Regions from separate parts of the Mus musculus genome. Here region 2 is linked to region 1. The links are chromatin contacts, called in public Micro-C maps. All regions are on one chromosome and are shown on one strand. Each heading gives the region's core, a stretch centred on a gene start, on an enhancer-like site or on the middle of the called end of the contact. The rest is flanking DNA. Distances are from core to core; before and after follow the strand shown. Region 1 overlaps Gm32130 (a long non-coding RNA gene). Region 2 overlaps 1600002D24Rik (RIKEN cDNA 1600002D24 gene).

Region 1 (4,992 bases), core at 1,428-3,927:
CCTGGCTTCAGAGGGAGACTGAGGACCACTGACGGGGGCTTCATGCCCACTGAGGACCCAACTCTTCTGGGATGACAAACACAGAGTAGTTAGGACATGGGCAGGTCTCTCTGATCTTTGTGTTTCAACCTGAGAGCCTGAAAGAGAGTTTAATTTCATTTGACCAGCTAAGTCACTAAAATAGTACAGGCACAAACCAGCTGGTCCTTGTTGCTCTGGGCACAAAGTCCCCAGCTAAGGTCCCATATGGGTATTTTTGAAATGATCGTGCATCCTTGAGCCACATGAAATGTGATACATCAAACTCAAACAGAATAAAGATCCTGAACTCAGTGGTTCTTTCTGCAAGGTGAGACCAGGGCCAGGAGGGTGGGAGGGCAGGAACTACTTGTTCACGACCATGGGATTTTTCTATGTTGCTTGATTTCTTTTGCCGGCTGTTTCTAAACTACAAAGCAAATTTGCTCCTCAAAGCATCTGTGGCTGAAGACAGCTTCCTGGGTGAGGGGTGTGGCTCCCTGGCCTCTCAGATAGCCATGACTGCTGCTACACCTGGCTGGACTGATACAGGTAACTTGATAATCTCAGAATGGAAAGCCCACACTGGCTGTTCTGCCGAGCGTGCCAGAGACTAGAAGCTCCCTGGGACTTGCTAACTGGCTAGCCCAGTCTAAAGCTCCCTGGGACTTGCTAACTAGCTAGCCCAGTCTAAAGCTCCCTGGGACTTGCTAACTAGCTAGCCCAGTCTAAAGCTCCCTGGGACTTGCTAACTAGCTAGCCCAGTCTAAAGCTCCCTGGGACTTGCTAACTAGCTAGCCCAGTCTAAAGCTCCCTGGGACTTGCTAACTAGCTAGCCCAGTCTAAAGCTCCCTGGGACTTGCTAACTAGCTAGCCCAGTCTAAAGCTCCCTGGGACTTGCTAACTAGCTAGCCCAGTCTAAAGAGCAAATCCTAGATCTCAATGAGAGACCCTGTCTCAAAAGCCCAAAGCAGAGTCATCTGAGGACTGTACTTAAGATTGTTCTATGGCTTCCACATGTATGTGGACACATGTACACGCAGTGGAACACACCCCAAATGAACACATATATACAAACACATGAACACAGACACACATACACAGACACACAGACACACACATACACACACACACACACACACAGGCTTGTATACACAAAAGTAAAGCACAGAAAAATAAACCATACACAATTTATTATCCTAAATTTCCTTGGCAGGGGCCATTTTCCAAGAGCCCCCAGAATGGTAGGCCACCAGTTCCAGAGTCCTCTTGACAGACTGCACCAAGAGCAGCCACCCCACCAACAGAACCTTCCAGAAAACTTGAGTGCTTTCAAGACCCAATATCTTAACAGAAAATCACAAAACAAAAACAAATAGAACTTGGTTTTTGGCTAAGCCTGGGGAGCCTTTGTTGAGACAGATCAAACCTCTCAGGCTGCTTCTGTTAACCAGGGACTGTGTTTATCAGACTCGGGGCTTGCAAGTCCCTTGAAGCTAAGAGGTACAAGAGGACTCCTTCAGCACTTCACAGGTTGATGTCAAAACGCTGATGTTGACGACGGGTAGCCTTGAGCTTCTACAGTGACTTGGCTGCTTCTGGTGGGAACAGTGAGGAAACACACACACACACAATTTTTCCTGTAATAATGTCACAAACTGAGCCTCCTGGATGCTCATCACTGGGACCTGAGCAAGATGAGGCTGGTGGTCCATGTACTTATTTTCTACAGAAGGATGGGAGTGCTGGGCAAAGATGGTTCAATCCCCTGGAGGTACTGAGCATCTTAAGCCTGGAGCTGTGGAAGGAAACTAGGCTTCCTTCCTCAGCCCACCTTGCTGCTAAACACCCTGCAGCAGGAGCCTTGTGGCCTGTTTGAGGTTTGTTTCCTTCCCTAGCTAAGAGATTCGGGGTCTATGGGTAAAGCTAGACTTCTCAGGTCTAGTATCACTTGACACATCTTTCTTTTCCAACCCTCTAACTCCGAGTCAGGAAGTTCCTATCCCCATATCAGGTCCTACAAGTGCACTTGCAAACAAGTGAGGAGGGGGATGGGCAGAGAGCAACCAGGGTCAAAAGGACAGACAGTGGATGCCACTGTAGTAAGTACAGCATGGAGCATGGATTCGCCAGCCCACGAAGCTAACCATACAGGGTCTGATTCTCAAACGCAGGAGCCAAGAGACCCCCTCTGCAAACCCACAAGCCCAACAAAGCTGCCTCCCTTTCCCTCCCACCCCAGTCCTTGTACGACTTTCACCTTCGTCCCTGGGCTCTCTGTTGTCCTCTGATTCTCTAATGTTACCCTCTTGCTTTCTTCTCCTCTTTCAAATACACCTGTTATTCTCAAACCTTGACATGGAAAATCTCATGCATTCTCCCTTCCCGAGTCCATTCCTCCTTTCCTTTTCTCTCTACCAAAGGATCAACATTGAGCCGGTCTTACAGAGTATGGGGAATGTGGGGGGCCTGGGGGAGCCCTGCAGGTGGACAGAAAATATTGGAAGACCCTGCTATTAAGGTAGCAGTCTACCATGTCCAGAGAGTTCTCTGAGCTCAGCACAAAATGGAGGACTCCCATTCTCAGCGGGGCCTCCCTTCTTCTGCCCAACTTTATTTTGGGAGGGTCTCTAACCTTATCTACAAGATGACTGTGCACAGAGCTTCCTGCAAGTCCTGCATGATTCAGCATGTAAGTCCCACTCAGCCATATGATAATTAGGTACTGTGTTATGGCCAATCTGTTGTGTTTTATAAAAAGATAAGGGGAGAGAGAATATGTTTGGTGGATGTGTAGTCAGGTGTAAGGGGAGGGAGTGCCTCTGAGGGCCTATGCTGAGGGTCCTCTGAGGGACCAGTCACATGATGGTATAGTATAGAATAGAGTTTATTCAGGGCATCGGGAGGGGAGTTGAGAGGGTAGTAGAGACAGAGAAAGGCAGGGGGGAGGGGAGGGAGGGAGGGAGAGAGAGAGAGAAAGAGAGAGAGAGAGTAGAGGAGTAGAGGCTGGCCATGAGCACATGGAGAGAGAGGGGGAAGGAGAATGGGGAGAGAGGAGGTAAAGAGGGAGGGGACAAAGTGAGAGCAAGAAGACAAGGGGGGGAAGGAGCCCCTTTTATAGTGAGTCAGGCATACCTGGCTGTTGCCTGGTAACTGTGGGGTGGATCCTAGATAAAATGCCAACACAATCAGCCCTTCCTGCTCATTAACCCCCCCCCATGCTTATATACCCTACCCTTGGAGTAATAAAGTGAGCTATCTTACTGCAGCTGACTCCTGGAAGCCCTTCCGCCATACTCACGGCCATCTGAACCCTGCTCACTGCTTTAGGAACTTACTCTAGGGCTGGTGAGATGGCTCAGTGGGTAAGAGCGAGCACCCGACTGCTCTTCCGAAGGTCAGGAGTTCAAATCACAGCAACCACATGGTGGCTCACAACCATCCGTAACGAGATCTGACTCCCCCTTCTGGAGTGTCTGAAGACAGCTACAGTGTACTTACATATAATAAATAAATAAATCTTAAAAAAAAAAAAAAGGAACTTACTCTAAAGCTTCCCACTGAAGTTTGATCAAGGTGTTCTTGGCATGTGGTCCCTGCGCAAGTAAACACTTGAGTGAGGGTGTGTCGTGTGTTAGGTGCCATTAGATTGCTAGACATAACAGGTGTGTAAACTGGGGTTTGTTTAAGTGCATTTGGAGAACCCTGCTCCAAGGAGCTGCTTCTTGATCAGAGAGTTGGGTGGTTCCAAGCGTTTGGAAGGAGTCCCATTCTTTACCCATCTTCTAGGGTTTCCTGTGATATAACCCTATTTGTCATTAGCGAACCCACTGCTACCCTCTGCCAGCAGCATGCCTGCCTCCATGCTGTGGAGTCACTGGAGTGAGCTTGCTCTGTGTGAAGTTCCTGGGGCCCTTGGTAGGTTCTTCTCCTTGGCTTAGGGCTGTTTGTGGTGGGATTGATCACTCAGGACCAGGAAACTTTATCCCTCGGGCATAGGGGGATGAGAAAAGACAAGCCCCTCCCCTTCCCTCCATGGGGGCTGGGGACAAGATGCTGTGAGGTTCTTACACACAAAGGAAGACTGTTGATGGCATTCAGGACTCCAGGTGGATTCAAGTGCATCCTGACAAGGCAGCCTCTGGGTGGAAGAAACTCATGGCTAGCAACAGCTCTTCTCAGATTAAGCAACATGGCTGTGGCCACCAGCAGACGCCTTCCACAGACGCCTGCTCAATGCTTCAGCTGGTAACTAGAAGGGGAAAAGCCAGCTTGGCACAGTGCTGCTCAAAAGATCGACTTGCAAAGACAGTCCTGGCTTTTTAAAGGCCCTGTTTCCTCTCATTGACTCCTCCCCACTGCATCACACCTTCCTCCCTTCATGATTTTAATGTTTAATTTTTATATATTCAGACATTTTGCTCGCGTGTATGTCTGTGTAGGACCTGTGTGCAGTGCCTATGGAGGCTAGAAGAGGGTGTCCCTGTGACAGGAGCTACAGATGGCTGAAAGTTGGGTGCTGGGAATCCAACTCAAGTCCTCTGGAAGAACAGCCCATGCTATTAACTACTAAGCTATCACTCAAGACCACCTTAGTGCTTTCTGAAATCAAGAGGAGACTTTGCAGGATACAGACACGCACCCCCACTCACCCCTGCCCCCAAGTGAGCAGATGAACCCTGCCAACCGGAGGATGGGTCCTTCCAGCCAAGGGTCTGCCTAGCCCTCGGGTTTCAGGGCTGCCTCTGGATCTGAGTGGGGCTCCAGGCAGTTTATTATTTTGCCTTTGCTTCTGGCACTTCTTAAAACAAACCTCAAAGATGAAAAAACCTCCTGTCTGAAATGCATTCCTTTTAGAATCCAAGAAATGACTCACAGAGGCTGGGCTGGCATTTATGTCCCCGTTAACATGATTAACTGCAGAAATCCTATTTTTGAAATGTAGACTTTGTACCCTACATATTCTTCTAGAAC
Region 2 (4,992 bases), core at 1,499-3,998, 85 kb after region 1:
AAGTTTTTGGTTTAGGGGCCAGTATTCTATTTCTCTTTTGAGGCTATTATAAACAGAACCGCCTCCCTGGTCTCTTTCTCGGTGTGTCTGTTGGTGTATAGCAAGGCCACTGATCTTGCTATGTTAATTTTGGATCCTGCCACTCAGATGACAGTGCTGACCACTTTTCTAGTTTTCTGGTCGAGCCCTTAGGGTCTCACCTCAAGCGTCACATCCACCAACAGGTTTATTTTTTTTACCTGGTTTCCACTTATGGCTCTCTTATCTCCCTTTCCTACCTCTCTAGCTAAGATTGGAATGGAGAGAGCAGGCATCCCTATCTTGCGTCTGATCTTAATGTATCTGCTTTGAGTTTTTCTCTGGTTAGCATAATGTTGGCTGTGGGGTTGTCTTGTGTGACTTTTGCTATGGTAAGTATGTTGCCTCTGACCTTAGTATCCCTAGGATTTTTCAATCATGAAAGAATGTTATATTTGGTCAAAGGCCTTTCTTGTATCTATTGAGATCGTATGATTTTTTTTTCTTTAAGCCCACTTATATACATTATGTTCTATTCATGGATTCCATATGTTGACCTATACCTGCAGCTCTAAGATAAACAAACTTAACCATTGTGAGTGATCTCTTGGATGTGTGCCTATATTCAGTTTGCAAGTGTTTTGTTGAGAATTTCTACATCTATGTTCAACACAGATAGACACTGGTCTGCAGCTGTCCTGAGGAGTTGGTATGCCAGCCATCATAGAGTCAGTGACGTGGTCAATGAACCACTGTCTGGAATGGAGACAAGGCTCTGCTGGGTGGTGTGCTTGCTTGCTCGGCACACTCAAGGCCCAGGTTCAATTCCTAACACACATAAACTATGTACAGGGATACAGGCCTGTAACCTTTTGGGAGGTGGAGTCAGGAGGATCAGGAGTTCTGTGTCATCCTCAACTATGCAGTGAGTTTGAGGCCAGCCTGAGCTACATGAGGCCAGCCTGAGCTACAATGAGATCCTTTAATCTATCATTTTCCATTGTGATTGTTGCTGTTGTTATACTTTTATAATTGTTGTTGTTGTTATACATATGTGTATATATGTACCATATATATGTGTGTACATATGTATGTGTACATATGTATGTATATGTGTGTATGTATGTAAAATATGTATATATCTTCTAAGAAAGAACATTCCTAAAGAAGCAGAGACCTTTTGGCTCTTGCCAAAAGTGTTTAACATTCAAGAAAGTCCAACTTTTAACCAAACTGGTCCATTTCTGGATTATTTTTAGGGTCAAGGCTATGATAAGTCCTAACACTCAAACATACAGCTCAGAAATCTGTTTATAACATGTTAACTAGGCTGCCGTGTTTGGGAGGGAGAAACAGGGTTCAAGAGAGGGCCAGAGATGGATGGAGTCATCCTTCAGCCTGAGCTGATTACAGCGGCAGGCAGTACCAGCCAGGTCCAAAATAAAACTTCCCTACCCAGGGACAGCAGAACTCACACTTTGAAGGTCCCTTGTGAGAGAATGGGAGAGGGAAAGGCTGTGAGGAACTGGATCCAAGGTCCACTGACATCACCTAAGTAGACAAAGGGACACTGTTTGCTTCGAGTGCTAGAGCAGGTGTTTGAGCCGTCCCAAGGCCATTCCCAAACAAGGTAACACGGAAAGACAATAGGCTGGTGAGGAAATGGCGTGACCATGACCCCTGTTGCTGCCTCTGAAGCCCTTCTCCATTTATGGTTTTGTTCTGGGAGGGCTTGTTCCCTGGAAGCTGAGTTGGGGACAGGGCCCTGCCTCCGTGATATGAAATGCCTTATAGAAAGAAGTTGTTTTCTGAGACCTCCATGCCCCAGAAACATTTGGCACCTTCAAGTTGGGGTTCAAGGCCAGTGTGAGTCACATGGCTGGTTACATGGTTTGTCTTCCGTCTTCAAGTCAGAGTAGCATGTGGCACAACGGTTATGATTCAGGGAGGAGGTGTGGGCAGCTTGATCTATCCACGGTACAATCTGACCCTCCTGTCATGGTCTAAATATGGAGTATCATGCCTTGGGAGCTCAGTCTCTGGCTGGTGGTGTAATTTGGGGAGGTAGTGGAAGTTTAGGAGGACTACCTGGAAGAGGTGGATTATTGAAGATGTGAAAGACATCCTCTCTACTTCCTGGCCACCACATGGGGAGCCCCACCCTCACTCCTGTCACCACAATGTCCCGGTCATTGCCCGCCCATCTTAGTGTGTGAGGGAACTGTGGGCAGAAGCTGTGGGACCAGAGTTCTTTCTACTTTCACGTCGTTTCTCTCAGGTTCTTGTCACGGTGACAAGAGTCTAGTGCAACCAGTCCTTGGAGAGATGAGAACCAACCAAGGACGTCAACATTAAATACCACAATCTCGACAATCTCGGCTAGAGGGATTGCCCAAACAGCAGCATTCGTCACCAAGACAACCACATCCTCACTGTGTGCTCTAGTAACTGTCATCACATGTGAGGCTGTGTTCTTCCCACAATCCCATGTACCAGAGCCTCCCATAACCTGGCCAAGGACACACATTTGGTCTCTGTAACCACTGCTTGGCATCCCCTCTGCTCAAGAAACTAAGGCAGCCGGGAAGTGTGTCCTGCTTGAGTTGCATAGTTGGTCGGGGCTGAGCTCTGGCAAAGCAGGTCTCTGACTCCAGCTCCCCTTTGCAAAGCCTGGGTCATCAGCCGGAAACTGATCCTCTAGGACTTCCCATGGCTTCCTCTCTGCTGGAGCCAGCTCTCTGCTCCTCCCCTCTCCCTTATCTCTGGAACACAGCCTGAGCGCAAAGGAAAAGGGTCTTCACCACAGCCAAGATTCCCATCTGACTTGGAACGTGAGCCAACGCTAGGCTTCCTCTCACGTTCCTGTCCTAAGGAGGCCTTGCCTTCAGCTGCCTTGGCCCCACAGCGGAAGCCAGCACGGAGGAAGATAACGGGAAAGGCTGGGCGCCTGGGGCCACTTCCCTACCAGATGCTAGAACACATCTCCTGTGCGTTCTGACAGGGTGCCTGAAGAAAGGGCTTCCCAGTTGGATTCGTTTCCTAGGGCCACTATGATCCATGTAATGTTTCTGTTGTCCTTAACCTACAAACAAAAACAAAACAAAACAAAACAACAACAACAACAAAAATCCATTCCCTCCTAGTTGTGGAGGAAGGAAGTCTAGAATCAGGATGTTCACAGGGCAAAAAAAATCAGAAGGGCCCTTCCTGGCCCTCCCAGATTCTGGTCACCTCTAGGATGCTGACTTGCAGCCACACAGCCTTGCCCTCTGAATCCTTCCCCAACATGGCTTCTCCTGTGTTCTGTTTTCCTAAGAACACCAGTCATTTAACCAATGAGGTACCATTCTAATAATTCAACATGACTTCATCTTCCAGGCAGGGTCACAGTCAGAGGAGTTTGAGTGTACATTATTCAACCCATCTAGAGGCTTCTATGCCCATCTCCCCTGAACATGAAACCTCAAAACAAGTAGGTGAATACACATCTCAAAGGGCAGAGGCAGCCTCCAGAATCCAAGAAGAGGCCATTGACCATCTGTCAGGAAGGCTTGAGGGAGCTGAGCCTGGCTTCCCATGCCTCTTCCTGCCCCTTCCTTTCCGTGAAAACCTCTCATCCCTCCATAGACCAAGAGCTAAGACTCCTCCATTCATACAGAAGAAGATCACCACCTTCCATAGCCACAGAAGTCTCACGGTGGCTTGCCACAGATAACCTGAGCACATTTCCATACATACAAATGTAACCCAGTGCCCCAAAGCTATGAGGCAGAGGTAGGCCAGGGTGGCATGGGACACTCCATGTCTGATTTTTGTCTATACCTACAGGGCAGCCCATGATGCTTGCCTGCTGAGGTCTACTGGAGACATATTCCTGTAATCCCCAGCGCACACTCCCTCAACCCAGAGGAATTCCCTTCTTGAAGATTGACTAGCAGCTAGTTTTCTTACAGTCACATGACAATGCAGAGGCGCAGGAAGTCCGGGGTAGGGAGTGGGGGATCCTGGCTGGGCCTCTAGATTTTTGACACATGGAGCAAGGCCACCGGTCACTGGGAACATAGAAGGGAGATATTGCCTACAGTTTGTGGGCAATATGGTAAAAAGCTCTTCTCAGCCACACTCCAGCCGTGCTTGCCAGCTGACCTGCTTCCCCAGAGCCCTGCCTCAGGCAGGAAATGGTGTGAGGGTAGATATCAGCCACCAGGCAGGAAGCCCCACCCACAGAAAGGGCAGCAGGTGCCTGGAAAGAGTCCACTACCTTGCTCTGGACTTGCTGAGTGTGAGGTACAGAAGACCCCACCCATCCCCCATTCTCTACTTCCTCTAGTCAAACAGCAGCCCCCTCTCTCCAACTCACACCCTTGGCCATGAGTTTTGCTTCCTTTCTCATTCTAGGCTCCCCCACCCCACCGCACCCCCAGTTTCCAGGGATCCCTCAGCAAAATGACACCCAAAGAATAAAGAATTCTGAGCCAAGGCAAGCAGTGTGCTCTCCCCATCACCTCCTTTTGCCCTGAAAATATTCCTTTATTTAGCTGGCACTAAATTTAGGTCCTGGCCAACAGAATAGAATGAAAGGAAAGCTTACCCAAGCCTCCCACCCCATCCCGTCTCACTCCCACCTTCCCCTGCCCCAGAGAGGCCTGCCAGCCCACTCCTCCATGAGTACCCTTTCACCCATAGCAGAAGACAACCACTGAGAGCCTGGTGTTGGGCACCCTGCGTGTGTGGCTCCCCAATCACAGAGTTACCTCCTCATAATCCCTCAGGGTCTAGAATATGAAATTAAGAAGCATCTGCATATTAATTAATGTTTCTTAGATCTGCACATTAGAGTACTGTTTCTTAGATTGGCTGTGCTTCTATAGCTGGGCATTTTCTGGTTACGGGGAGCTGTTGTCACTTTTATAATTTCACTTCAGCGACAGCATAGCTATAAAAATTAATGTACTTCCAGTTCATAGTTCCATA

The links. A called contact is a pair of places that touch in the nucleus more often than the background predicts.
Region 2: a contact with region 1 is called in a Micro-C map of the G1E-ER4 cell line, with 2.2 times the contacts expected there. The contact joins two enhancer-like sites. A contact is called at or near these places in 1 of 15 datasets of contacts at CTCF or cohesin (CD8 T cells), 4 of 484 Hi-C or Micro-C datasets (the 3T3-L1 cell line, the G1E-ER4 cell line, double positive thymocytes and 1 more) and 5 of 115 datasets of contacts at active chromatin or transcription factors (double positive thymocytes, embryonic fibroblasts, embryonic stem cells and 2 more).

The regions. Positions count from the first base shown.
Region 1 is chr16:95,773,549-95,778,540 of GRCm38.p6, forward strand. All of the region lies in intron 1 of Gm32130 (a long non-coding RNA gene), which reads right to left. Among named protein-coding and RNA genes, the nearest start is that of Gm41509, 22 kb to the right of the region's middle. Within about 2 kb of position 2,678, at least 26 of the 459 cell types and tissues checked have an H3K27ac peak or open chromatin away from gene starts, as enhancers often do. A contact at or near this core is called in the G1E-ER4 cell line and double positive thymocytes, where this site is marked.
Region 2 is chr16:95,858,628-95,863,619 of GRCm38.p6, forward strand. All of the region lies in intron 1 of 1600002D24Rik (RIKEN cDNA 1600002D24 gene), which reads right to left. Among named protein-coding and RNA genes, the nearest start is that of Gm32130, 59 kb to the left of the region's middle. Within about 2 kb of position 2,749, at least 89 of the 459 cell types and tissues checked have an H3K27ac peak or open chromatin away from gene starts, as enhancers often do. A contact at or near this core is called in the G1E-ER4 cell line and double positive thymocytes, where this site is marked.